Linked DNA regions of Sus scrofa: region 2 is linked to region 1. The links are chromatin contacts, called in public HiChIP or PLAC-seq maps. All regions are on one chromosome and are shown on one strand. Each heading gives the region's core, a stretch centred on a gene start, on an enhancer-like site or on the middle of the called end of the contact. The rest is flanking DNA. Distances are from core to core; before and after follow the strand shown. Region 1 overlaps UBAC2 (ubiquitin-associated domain-containing protein 2). Region 2 overlaps UBAC2 (ubiquitin-associated domain-containing protein 2).

Evidence for each region. HiChIP or PLAC-seq counts read pairs in DNA pulled down with a chosen protein or histone mark.
Region 2: a contact with region 1 is called in an H3K27ac HiChIP or PLAC-seq map of alveolar macrophages, with 2.9 times the contacts expected there. The contact joins two enhancer-like sites. A contact is called at or near these places in 2 of 47 Hi-C or Micro-C datasets (blood and fetal liver) and 2 of 2 datasets of contacts at active chromatin or transcription factors (alveolar macrophages and skeletal muscle).

What each region holds. Positions count from the first base shown.
Region 1 is chr11:68,212,262-68,217,152 of Sscrofa11.1, forward strand. All of the region lies in intron 5 of UBAC2 (ubiquitin-associated domain-containing protein 2), which reads left to right. Among named protein-coding and RNA genes, the nearest start is that of GPR18, 23 kb to the left of the region's middle. Within about 2 kb of position 1,375, at least 16 of the 83 cell types and tissues checked have an H3K27ac peak or open chromatin away from gene starts, as enhancers often do. A contact at or near this core is called in alveolar macrophages, where this site is marked.
Region 2 is chr11:68,292,075-68,296,976 of Sscrofa11.1, forward strand. The region is part of intron 8 of UBAC2 (ubiquitin-associated domain-containing protein 2); the gene reads left to right. Among named protein-coding and RNA genes, the nearest start is that of GPR183, 46 kb to the left of the region's middle. Within about 2 kb of position 2,222, at least 26 of the 83 cell types and tissues checked have an H3K27ac peak or open chromatin away from gene starts, as enhancers often do. A contact at or near this core is called in alveolar macrophages, where this site is marked.

The DNA.
Region 1 (4,891 bases), core at 125-2,624:
GCCTCTTGGACAGGACTACTTTAATCTTTTTTTCCTTCTCTTTTCTTTCTTTTCGTATTTTTACTCTCCTTGCCAGGGGACATCTTGAACTCTGTCTTCCTATTGTAATTATTATTTTAAAATAAACGTTTACTGAAGTACAACGTGTACATGGAAAAGTGTCCATATCTAAGTCTGGAGCTCCTGGAATTTTTACGGAGTGACCCCCTTTTAAACACTGTCCAGATGAAGGAACAGAGCGTCACTTCATCCTAAAAGACCCACTTGTGCTGCCTCCCAGGCATGCTTCCTCCCCAGAGTCTGTCCTGACTTGAACCCTGGTGTAGTTTTGTCTGGCTTTGACCTCTATGTAAATGCAGATGGGGACTTCTGTCTCTGGTGTCATTCTCTCAACATCATGTTTACATTGCTGCCCGTGGCGGTGGTTCCCGCTTTATTTATCATCGTGTGGTGTCTCGTGTGAATTGCTACTGTTGATGGACATTGGGCTGGTTTCTGGTTTGGGATGGTTGTCAGGACTGTTGCCGTGAACATCCTTGAACTTGTCTTTTGTGAGGTGGACGTCTGCGTTTCTGTTGGGTGTACCTGGGAGCTGAAAGCTGAGTCGGAAGGTGTACGTACCTTTGGCCAGTTTTCCTGTGGGTCAGGAATCTGGGAGCAGCTTAGCCGGGTGGCCCTGGCCCTGAGTCTCTCGTGGGGTTGCAGTCAGAATGGTCACCTGAAGGCCTGCCTTGCCTGGAAGACCCTCTCCCCAAACTTCCCAGTCACAGGGCTGTCAGCAGGAAGCCTCTGCTCCCCCGCACGAAGCTGCCTGCCCCCAGCGCGGCCGGTCCAAGACCTAGCAGCTCTTTTCATTTTAGTCCTTCTAGTGGATGGGCAGGGACAGATGAGTGGGCTTGTACTTTGTATTTCCTTGACGGCTAATGACATTAGGTACCTTTTCCTCTCTTGAGTTCCTTTTAAATATGTGTGCTGTCTTAGTTTCAGTTTCCAGGAGTTCCTTCGTATTTTCTGAGTGTCTGTTCTCGCGGGCGCCCTGTCTGGGTCTCATGGCTGCAGTCTTTTTCTCCTCTCGTGAGGTTAAGGATAACCCTCCACCCCACCTCAAGGTTTTCATTTGCCTGCACGATGTCTGTTTCTTCTGAGTTCCTTTTTTCCCTCCTTGTTTTCTGCTTTTGATGTTAGGGGCTTTCCTTAAGCGCCTTTGAGCCTTTGGCTGTTTATATGTAACAGGCCCAGTTTTTGAAAAAGCTGGTTGAGGAAATGGCTTGGGTGCCAAGGCCCGAATGCCCCTCACAGGCTTCATGGTAGAGTCCCCTCCCTGGGCTGTTCTCAGTGAACCCCCAGGATCAGGATCTAAAACATACGCCCCCTTCTTCCCTCAGGAACTGTCGCATTCCCCAGGGCCTGTTCTCCAGTCTGCAGCCTGGGCTGTAGGTCTGGGAGTCTGCACATTTAGTATGTAAACTTTGAGTTCTAGTCTTGCATTTGCATGCTTGGCCATGCAAAGGAGTCCCCCAGTCCAGGCCCCTCCTGTTGCCTTTTCTAGATAATTACCGCCCCCTCCCCGCCAGAGAGTCAGCAGGTGGGCAGAGGGCTGGGAGGGGTCAGTGCTCCCACCCACCTCCCACCTCTCAGCAGATCTGGGAAAATGTGGAGCTGCTAATCCTGCCGCCCTTAGGAAGCTCCAGGGTTACTCCGTTTGTGTCTCAGATTTGACCATTGCTGGTTTAGCATTTCCTTTTCTCAGGTTTTCAGGTTAGTTATCACTCTACTCATGTTTTCCAGCTGGAAAAAATTTTAAGGTCGTTAACTCTTTGTGGGTTTATGCCTTTAAAAAAATCTTTTAATGCCATTCTTATGAGGCTTTAGGAGAGAAACAGGGAGGGAAGTACGTGTGCTAAATCCACCTTCTTTAACTGGCAATGTTGTGGTTTTTAAAGTGTGTGTGTTTTAAGAACACTTAAAATAGTGAAATCAAATGATTTTTTTCTCCATCTGTTATTATATCAGGTTACCTCTATAAGCGTTCGGAAATCTCAGTAAAGTCGTTGTGTGTATATCATCCTCCAACAGTGTTCTTTTACACAAAGTGAGATAGACTTTGTAATCACAGTTCTATTTTGTCTTAACTTCCATGAGCCTATTTCCTGGACTTTGAGCGCTGCAGTCAGTTTTATCTCATCCCAGCCCCTCACCCAGTCCCGGCAACTGTGAGCCATGATCTCTTCAGGGCTGCTCCTCTGTTTCTTTGCAGGCTGTGTTTTAGGTACCTGCATTCTACTCCCTGTGATCTGCTGGAGAGCTGGTGATGAAAGGAGCCGGCGACAGCGCGTGTGTGTACACGCACATGCACACACACACTCTGTCTTAGGATCTGTCTACTGGAATTTATTGTTCTTCGAATTTCTGCAGATACACAGCTACCAACAGGATAAATTTCCTGCCGGTCTTATCATAAAGGGACCTTCCTGTTGTTCTTGATGATCAGATTCTATTTTTGACATGGATCTGATCCTGCCTCTTGGCATTGCAAAGGGTAAAACTTTCTAGAACTGGGTACAATTGATTCAAGAGGCTAAGAAACAAGTATTATGGTACCGCCGTAGTTATTTGGTGGATTAACTTGGTTATTTAGACCTATATTAAAGAATCAATCATAGATATTTAATGTAATTCTTAATGTTTTGCTCTAAATGAAACTCATTTGGGGAGTTCCTGTCGTGGCGCAGTGGTTAACGAATCCGACTAGGAACCATGAGGTTGCAGGTTCGGTCCCTGCCCTTGCTCAGTGGGTTAACGATCCGGCGTTGCCGTGAGCTGTGGTGTAGGTTGCAGACGTGGCTCGGATCCTGCGTTGCCGTGGCTCTGGCGTAGGCCGGTGGCTACAGCTCCGATTCGACCCCTAGCCTGGGAACCTCCATATGCCGCGGGAGTGGCCCAAGAAATAGCAACAACAACAACAACAAAAGACAAAAAGACAAAAAAAAAAAAAAAAGAAAGAAACTCGTTTGGGCTGCAGTGTTAACTGCAGTCACAGAATTGGTACCAAGAGATAGTTTTAACTTTTAATCTTAACAGTGCTAAGGGGTTGGGTTCTCTCGCAGTGAGGGCCAATTGGATAGTGGCAGCACACCTATAATCATCTGTGGTCATCTTGAATATCAACCGTTGGGATATTTTAAGGGAAGTGGGTATTGTGGGCAAAGTTAACAATAAGTGACAGTTAGCTTTCTAAATTACTTGTCCTTCTGGTTTGAACTCGGGCTAAATATTTAACACACAAATAATCTCCATAGCTTGAATAATGATTAATATCTTTATGTTAGAAGTGATACCTCTCAAAGATAGAGCCAGTAGGGCCTCCAGATTTGAAGTCATCACATTAATGTGTTTAGATTAATATATGAGTTGAATGAATAGATATTTAAAATATCGTATCTCCTTTGAGTCGTACTTTACTTTATTTATTTATTTTTTGGCCACACACACAGCATGTCAAAATTCCCAGGCTGGGGATTGAACCTGCACCACAGTTGCAACCTGCACCACAGCTGCAGTAATGCCAGATCCTTAACCTGCTGTTCCATCCTTAACATGGAAACCTCTTTAATTCCTATTTTCAAAAGTACTTTTTGAAATTGGTATGACTGTATCTGTTTTATTGGTAGAAAACTGATTCCCGGGGAGACTAAAAAATCTGCTTAGAGGCACATAAGTCCATTGGAATTTTGACCTAGATTACTCCACTCTGAAAACAGAATGCCTCCCAGTCAAAATGAAGCAATGGAAGTTGACAGGTTCTGGTTTGTCATGTTTATCAGTCTGCAGAGGATTATGTTTCTGTGTATTGGTCACAGCAAAGGTTTAGACTTTCTTTCCTTAATGAGTCACTCTTTAAAAAGTCTATTGTTGCATAGGTAAAGCCTTTGGATCTTGAGCTCTGTTGCCTGCCCCCATGCCCCACTCCTTTTTTGGGGGGTGGGGGGAGTGTACTTGCAGCATACACAAGTTCCCAGACCAGGGGTCAAATTGGAACCACAGCTGCCAGCCTACACCACAGCCACAGCCATGCCAGATCCAAACCATGTCTGCGACTTACACCACAGCTCATGGCAACTCCAGATCCTTTAACCCACTGGGTGGGACCAGGGATCCAACTCGAATCCTTCTGTATAGCAGTTGGGTTCATTTCCACTGAGCCACAATGGGAACTCCTCAGAATTTTTTTAGAATGAGAGGTGAGAGTCCCAACTCAGAGGCTTCAGAAAGAGCTTAAAGGTCACTTCTCAAAGCTCTCTTTGACCACCTCCACCCTCAGATCAGGTTGCAGTCTCTTGTGATGTGCTTTCTTAGCATTCCTCGTAACACCTGTCCCCACAGAGATTAAATAATTGTGTGGTAAACAGTCGAGTATCTGTCTCCTCCATCAGCATGTAAGCTCTATGCAAGCAGGGGTCATGCCAACCTTACCTGCTGACCGTGCCTCAGTTCACAGAGTGGCTCCCATGTAGCGGGCACTGTGTTCGCTGGGTGGTTGGATAGATGAGTGAGTGATGGTGGGTGGGCGGGTGGGTGGAGTAAGTAAGTGAATGAAAAGTCATTGGTCTTTGGATTTCCTTTCACGTTTGGACTGCTTGGACTGCTGCAGTTGCCTCCCAGCTGTTCTCCCTGTCGCCAACTCAGAGCTGTCATTTGCAGTCCCCACCCCCCCCATGATTTTACATCCAAAGGAGATCCTGCCTTCATTCCTTTACACCCTCGTAAACCTGTCCCTTCCTGGTGCAGTTCTAAGAAGTTTACCTTGTTGGTGAGGCACCTCAGAGCTGCCTTCCTACCGACCTCTCCAGCCTCGTCTGCTCCCACTCCCCTGTGTGCTCGCCACACCAGC
Region 2 (4,902 bases), core at 972-3,471, 81 kb after region 1:
ACGCTGAGCCACGAGGGAACTCTAGGACAGAATAATTTGGATGCGATGCGTTCAGACTTTGAGTTGAGGCAGTGGCGTTGTGAGAGGCCGTACAGGCTCGATTCGCCTGCCTTGGCATACAGACTGGACCGGGGCGGTACAGGCGCTCCTCGGGGATACCTGCAGGTTCCATGCAGAACCACCGCGTTGAGGCAGGAACTGCCATGGAGCGAGTCCTGTGACATTTTTAGTTCCCAGTGCATATAAGAGTTAGGTTCACACTATACCGTAGTCTGGCAGGTGTGCAGTAGCATTATGTCTTTAAAAGTGTACATACCTTAATCAAAAAACACATTATTGCTTGAAAACACACACACACACGTTCATAGCCACCATGTGAGCACCATCAGAGTCAGTCTTTTTGCTGGTGGCGGGTCCGGCCCCGATGCTAGTGGCTGCTGGGGATAGGGTGGTGGTTGCTGAAGGGTGGAGCGGCTGTAGCAGTTCCTAAAAATGACATAGCAGTGTTCATGGCGCCCCAGTAGTTACAACAGTGTATCAAAGATCAGTGGTCACAGATCACCATAACAAATAGGATGAAAATGAAAAAGGTTAAAATATTACAAGAAGTACCAGAATGTGGCACAGAAACACGAAGTGATATTGGAAAAATGTCCCGCCTAGTCTTGCCCAGTGCAGGGCTGTCACAGACCTTCAGTGTGTAAGAAGTGCAGCACCCGCAAAGCCCAGCAAATCGAGATATGCCTGCGTTCACAGCAGTGATGCCATCCAGAGGCTGCTGGCATAGTCCCAGGAGGGGCCATGAAGACTGAAACAGTGCCAGGCTCCCTCCTTCAGAGGAGAGATCGGTGCTACTTAAGGATTGGCCAGATTTGATGTACAAAGCAAAGCGTGAGTCCCAGAGAGTCAGCAGGCCCTCAGGCGTCGGGCCCGGCGTTGGCTGAAGGACGAGTGAGGGAACGAGAGGAGATCACTGCAGGGTGAGGTGGGTGACCTCTCTGGGGAGAGACGAGAAAGAGAGGGGGCGTCGTGAGTAGCCTCCCAGTCTCACTTTTAATAACCAGCCTCACCTCTTCTACCCAAACACCTACTGCTAACAAGTACCACACCTAGTTTTAGTTTGGGCTTTTATTTAATCATTTTTATGTAGGGCTAAAGTTGAGGAGGAAAAAAAATTGACAGAGAAGGGAGGAAGCCAAAGAAGTCACACAGGAAGCAGTTATCCGCGCGCCCCGAGGCGCTCCTTCCTTCGTATTTTCAAGGAAGCTGTGTCTCAGCCGCCCTCCTCGCCGTCCTCACCGCACCGCACGCCACCCCTCCCTCCTCACAAGAGACGAGCCCTCCCGTCCCCCACACGCGCAAAACCGAGCCTCCCCCCAAAAGGTGGGGAGAAAGGTCCCCGTCGGAGGAGGGGGCGCGGCCAGCCTCTGGGAAGCGCGAGCCTGCTTCCCGCAGAATCCGGCCTCAGGACACCGTCTGGGGGCCGCGCCGCTTCCTGACCGCAGGCTCTCCGGGCCCCCCTTCAGTGCCTTGGCCGGCACCTCCCAACCAAGAAGGGGTGGGCCCTAGAGGCCGAGGGCCCCGAGCTCCAGCCGACCTGAGGACCAGAGCCAGGAGGAGGAGGCGCCGGGCAGAGGGCAGCCGCGCCGGGAAACCGCACCCATCTTACTCCTGGCAAAACCGCTCTGTCGGATGCCCAGGTGTCTGAGCCCCCAGAACTAGTCAGTGGGAGGAAAACGCGAAACCGCAGAACTAGCCCGGGACTTGGCTCGTTTCCCTCTAGTTGATGGTTTTCTCCCAACACCCGCAGCCCAGAGGGATGCTGGAGGGACCGCTTGTGGCGGCCACGCAAGCGTGAGGAGGTGGCAGCTGCCGCGTGTTCCCGAGGCAGCACTGAGGAGCTGTTTCCGGATGCCTGATGGGCTTTCTCCCGAGCCTCGAGACTGTCCCTCTGTCCTTCGTCCCCATGATGGACGGGTTGCTAGTCTGTGTGTGTGTGTGTGTGTTGGTGGGGGGGCGGTTCTTTTTCTTTGTTTTCCACGAAGCTGTTGCTGACGGCAGCAGCCTCTGGCGTGGTTGCTGTGCCCCGCGTTAGCAGCGCTCACTGTCGGGCCTCCGTCTAGTCAGCCGCCTCCCCAGCCCTCAGTCACATGCTGCAGCCTCGGCGCTTCTGGCTTAGTTGTTAATGTGCCGTTGCTTTGTCAACCCAGCCAAGCTCTTTCAGGCCCTAGGAAATTAGTCACTTCTCTGTGAGTCACAGCCCCGTCTACCTGGCCGCAGGGCCCTGCATGGCATGTAGAAGATAAGCCCTGCAGCAAAGCGTGTTCATGCCTACACTGCGAGCTGCGGCTTCCAGAGACCCTGGCAGCAGTGCTGTGCGTTAAGATGCCCTTCTCTCCCAGGGTCCCCTGTGCAGTGTCACCGCCACCACCGGGTCTCCCGGGGGCAGGGGGGAGGGGGTTGCCTCTGAAACTGCTGGTTCCTGTGTCCGAGGGAGAGGGCAGCCCGGCCTGCCTTCAAGATCCATCAGCGTGTGTCTGCTCTCGGGCCGCTTGCTGCAGCCCCTCGCCCCGGTCCGTCCCACACTTGCGCCCCATGTGACAGCTCACCGGGAGCTCTTTGCTCAAGACAGTCCCACAGAACTTCCCTCGGGGACACGTCCACTGGTGTGTTCACTCAGCCAGCACTTCTTCAGGACTTACACGCGCAGGTGCCCGCGAGGCTGCGGCGACGGGGACAAGACAGATGGCCGAGGGCCTCAGGGAGCTCGTCCCCTGCCGTGAGGTTCCTGCCAGGGAACCCATCACCGAAGTGCAGTGTGCCATGTCCCCTCCCTGGAAAGGAACAGTGAGATATGAGGGCACGTACCCCAGACGGCGTAGACAGGGCTCTGCCAGGAGTCCAGAACGAGAGTCTGGAGTTGGGGAGGGACCAGTGCAGCGCAGACGGGCGGCCGGGCGGCCCTAGGAAGAAGCCTGAAGTCTGTCCTAACACCAGCGGGGCCCGAGGAGGGTCAAAGAAGAGTATCTGCAGAGATCCGAAAAGGCTTTTCATGTGCTCTGCTTTTTTCCCCTGACTGTATATCTACATTGGCTGGATTTTTTTCTTTTTTAATTTACTGCAGAAGCCAGAGTAGCATGTAACAGAATTGAGTGCAAAAGGAGATAGGAGCCCAGCCATCTTCCATTAAGTCAGACATTAAAGAGATTTACAAAAATAGAAACTAGTGATATTCTTCTCATTAAGTATTTTTCTGTTTTGGAGAACACTGATTTTTTTCATATAAAAGTACGTTAGCAAGTAGCGCGTTTGTGATTGCTATTGATGAAGAAAGAATTTAAGATTAATAAAAAGGCAGCAGGGAACCACTGAAGGGTTTTTAAACAGAGAGGTGACATGGTGAGACTTCTAACTCAGAGAAATCACTCTGAACACCCTCCCCCCAGCCCCCAAATGATGGTGGTTTACACAGGACAGGGAGAGTCAGGGTGGCGAGAATTGGATGGACCCCAGAGGTACTTGAGAGTTACAGTCAGCTGAGCCTGCGGAGCCGGCTTGTGCAGTGGGGACGTTGATGTCATTTGCTGAGGCTGGGGACACAGGAAGAGATGTGGGGTTGAAGATGAGTTTTGTCTGGGACCTGTTCCCTTTCAGATGGCGCTGTAGCATCTCAGGGGAAGTAGTGGGGAGAGCCAGTTCTGTGGCTCTGAGGCACAGCACCCAGTCTTGGGGGGGGGGGGTCCTCCACCATGTGGGTGGTAACCGAAGCCCTGGGGACAGACGTGGAAGGAGAAGAGGAATACGCCTATCAGAACCTTGAGGGACAGCAACCTGTAAAGGATACGGGCTGGCGAGGGCAGCTCTGAGGGTGTGACCAGAAGGCTCGGAGACCAGGAAGGTGTGATGCCACGGAAGCCAGGGAGGGGCATCACGGGGGGGTGGAGGGAGCAGCCAGGGGTTGGGCTGAGACCAGAGGAGGCGCCACTGGTCAGGCAGGGGGTGTTAGTGGTAACCTGGTGACAAAGCAAAGATGGTCAGATACCTGACTGGGAGCTTCTAGAAGGTCAGATACCTGACAGGGAGCTTCTAGAAGGCCGGATGTTGTCTTAGTTCTCTTTCTAGCTTGTGGCCTTGGGTACTGCTGGGTACTTGAGTGGACACTCAGTAGTTCCACTAATTTTAGCTTAACTGATGAGCTGAAACACTCTGGTCTTTTCTGCCTCCGAACTCCATGCTAGCCCATCCCCACACATTAAATGTGCAGGTGGTCCCCGAGGGTCTGGCAGAACTCCCCAGCACCGTGTCATGGTTACAGATGGGCTGAGATGTCCATCCCCGCAGCCCCCAGGGCAGCTAGGAAGAGCCTAGAGCTGCCAGGCTAATTGCCAGCAGCTCTGGCTGTCCCGTGTGTCACATAAATCTGTCTTCCTGTATCTGCCATAGTCTGTCTCAGGATTAGTAATTCCTGTAGAGGTGCCACCTTGCCTCCTCCATGCCTAAGGCAAGAATCATTAGCGGTCACATCACTGTTTCCTGATGAACCCACCCCCTCCCCTGGAACCTTCCCGACTCGGTCCACAGGCAGGCAGGCAGTGCAGTGGAGGTGGCCCACTTGATAGCACACAGGTCACTGAAGACTGCGAAGAAAGGATGCAGTTTTTTTCCCAGTGAGCAACCTTTTCAAAATAAGATAAAGATGCTTTGGGGAAGAAACGTAATTGTTCTCAACCGTCCCGTTCATCACGCCCACTCTGTGATTGTTCTCCGTTTCACTCTTCGGTGGAACCCCTCCCTGGTGGGGAGTCAGCTCAGGCTGCCTGGGGCAGAGCGCATTGCCGGCCACCTGGGGGGGGTTCTATGCACATCTCCCCCCAGCACAGCCCACCAGGGTCCTGTGGTCGA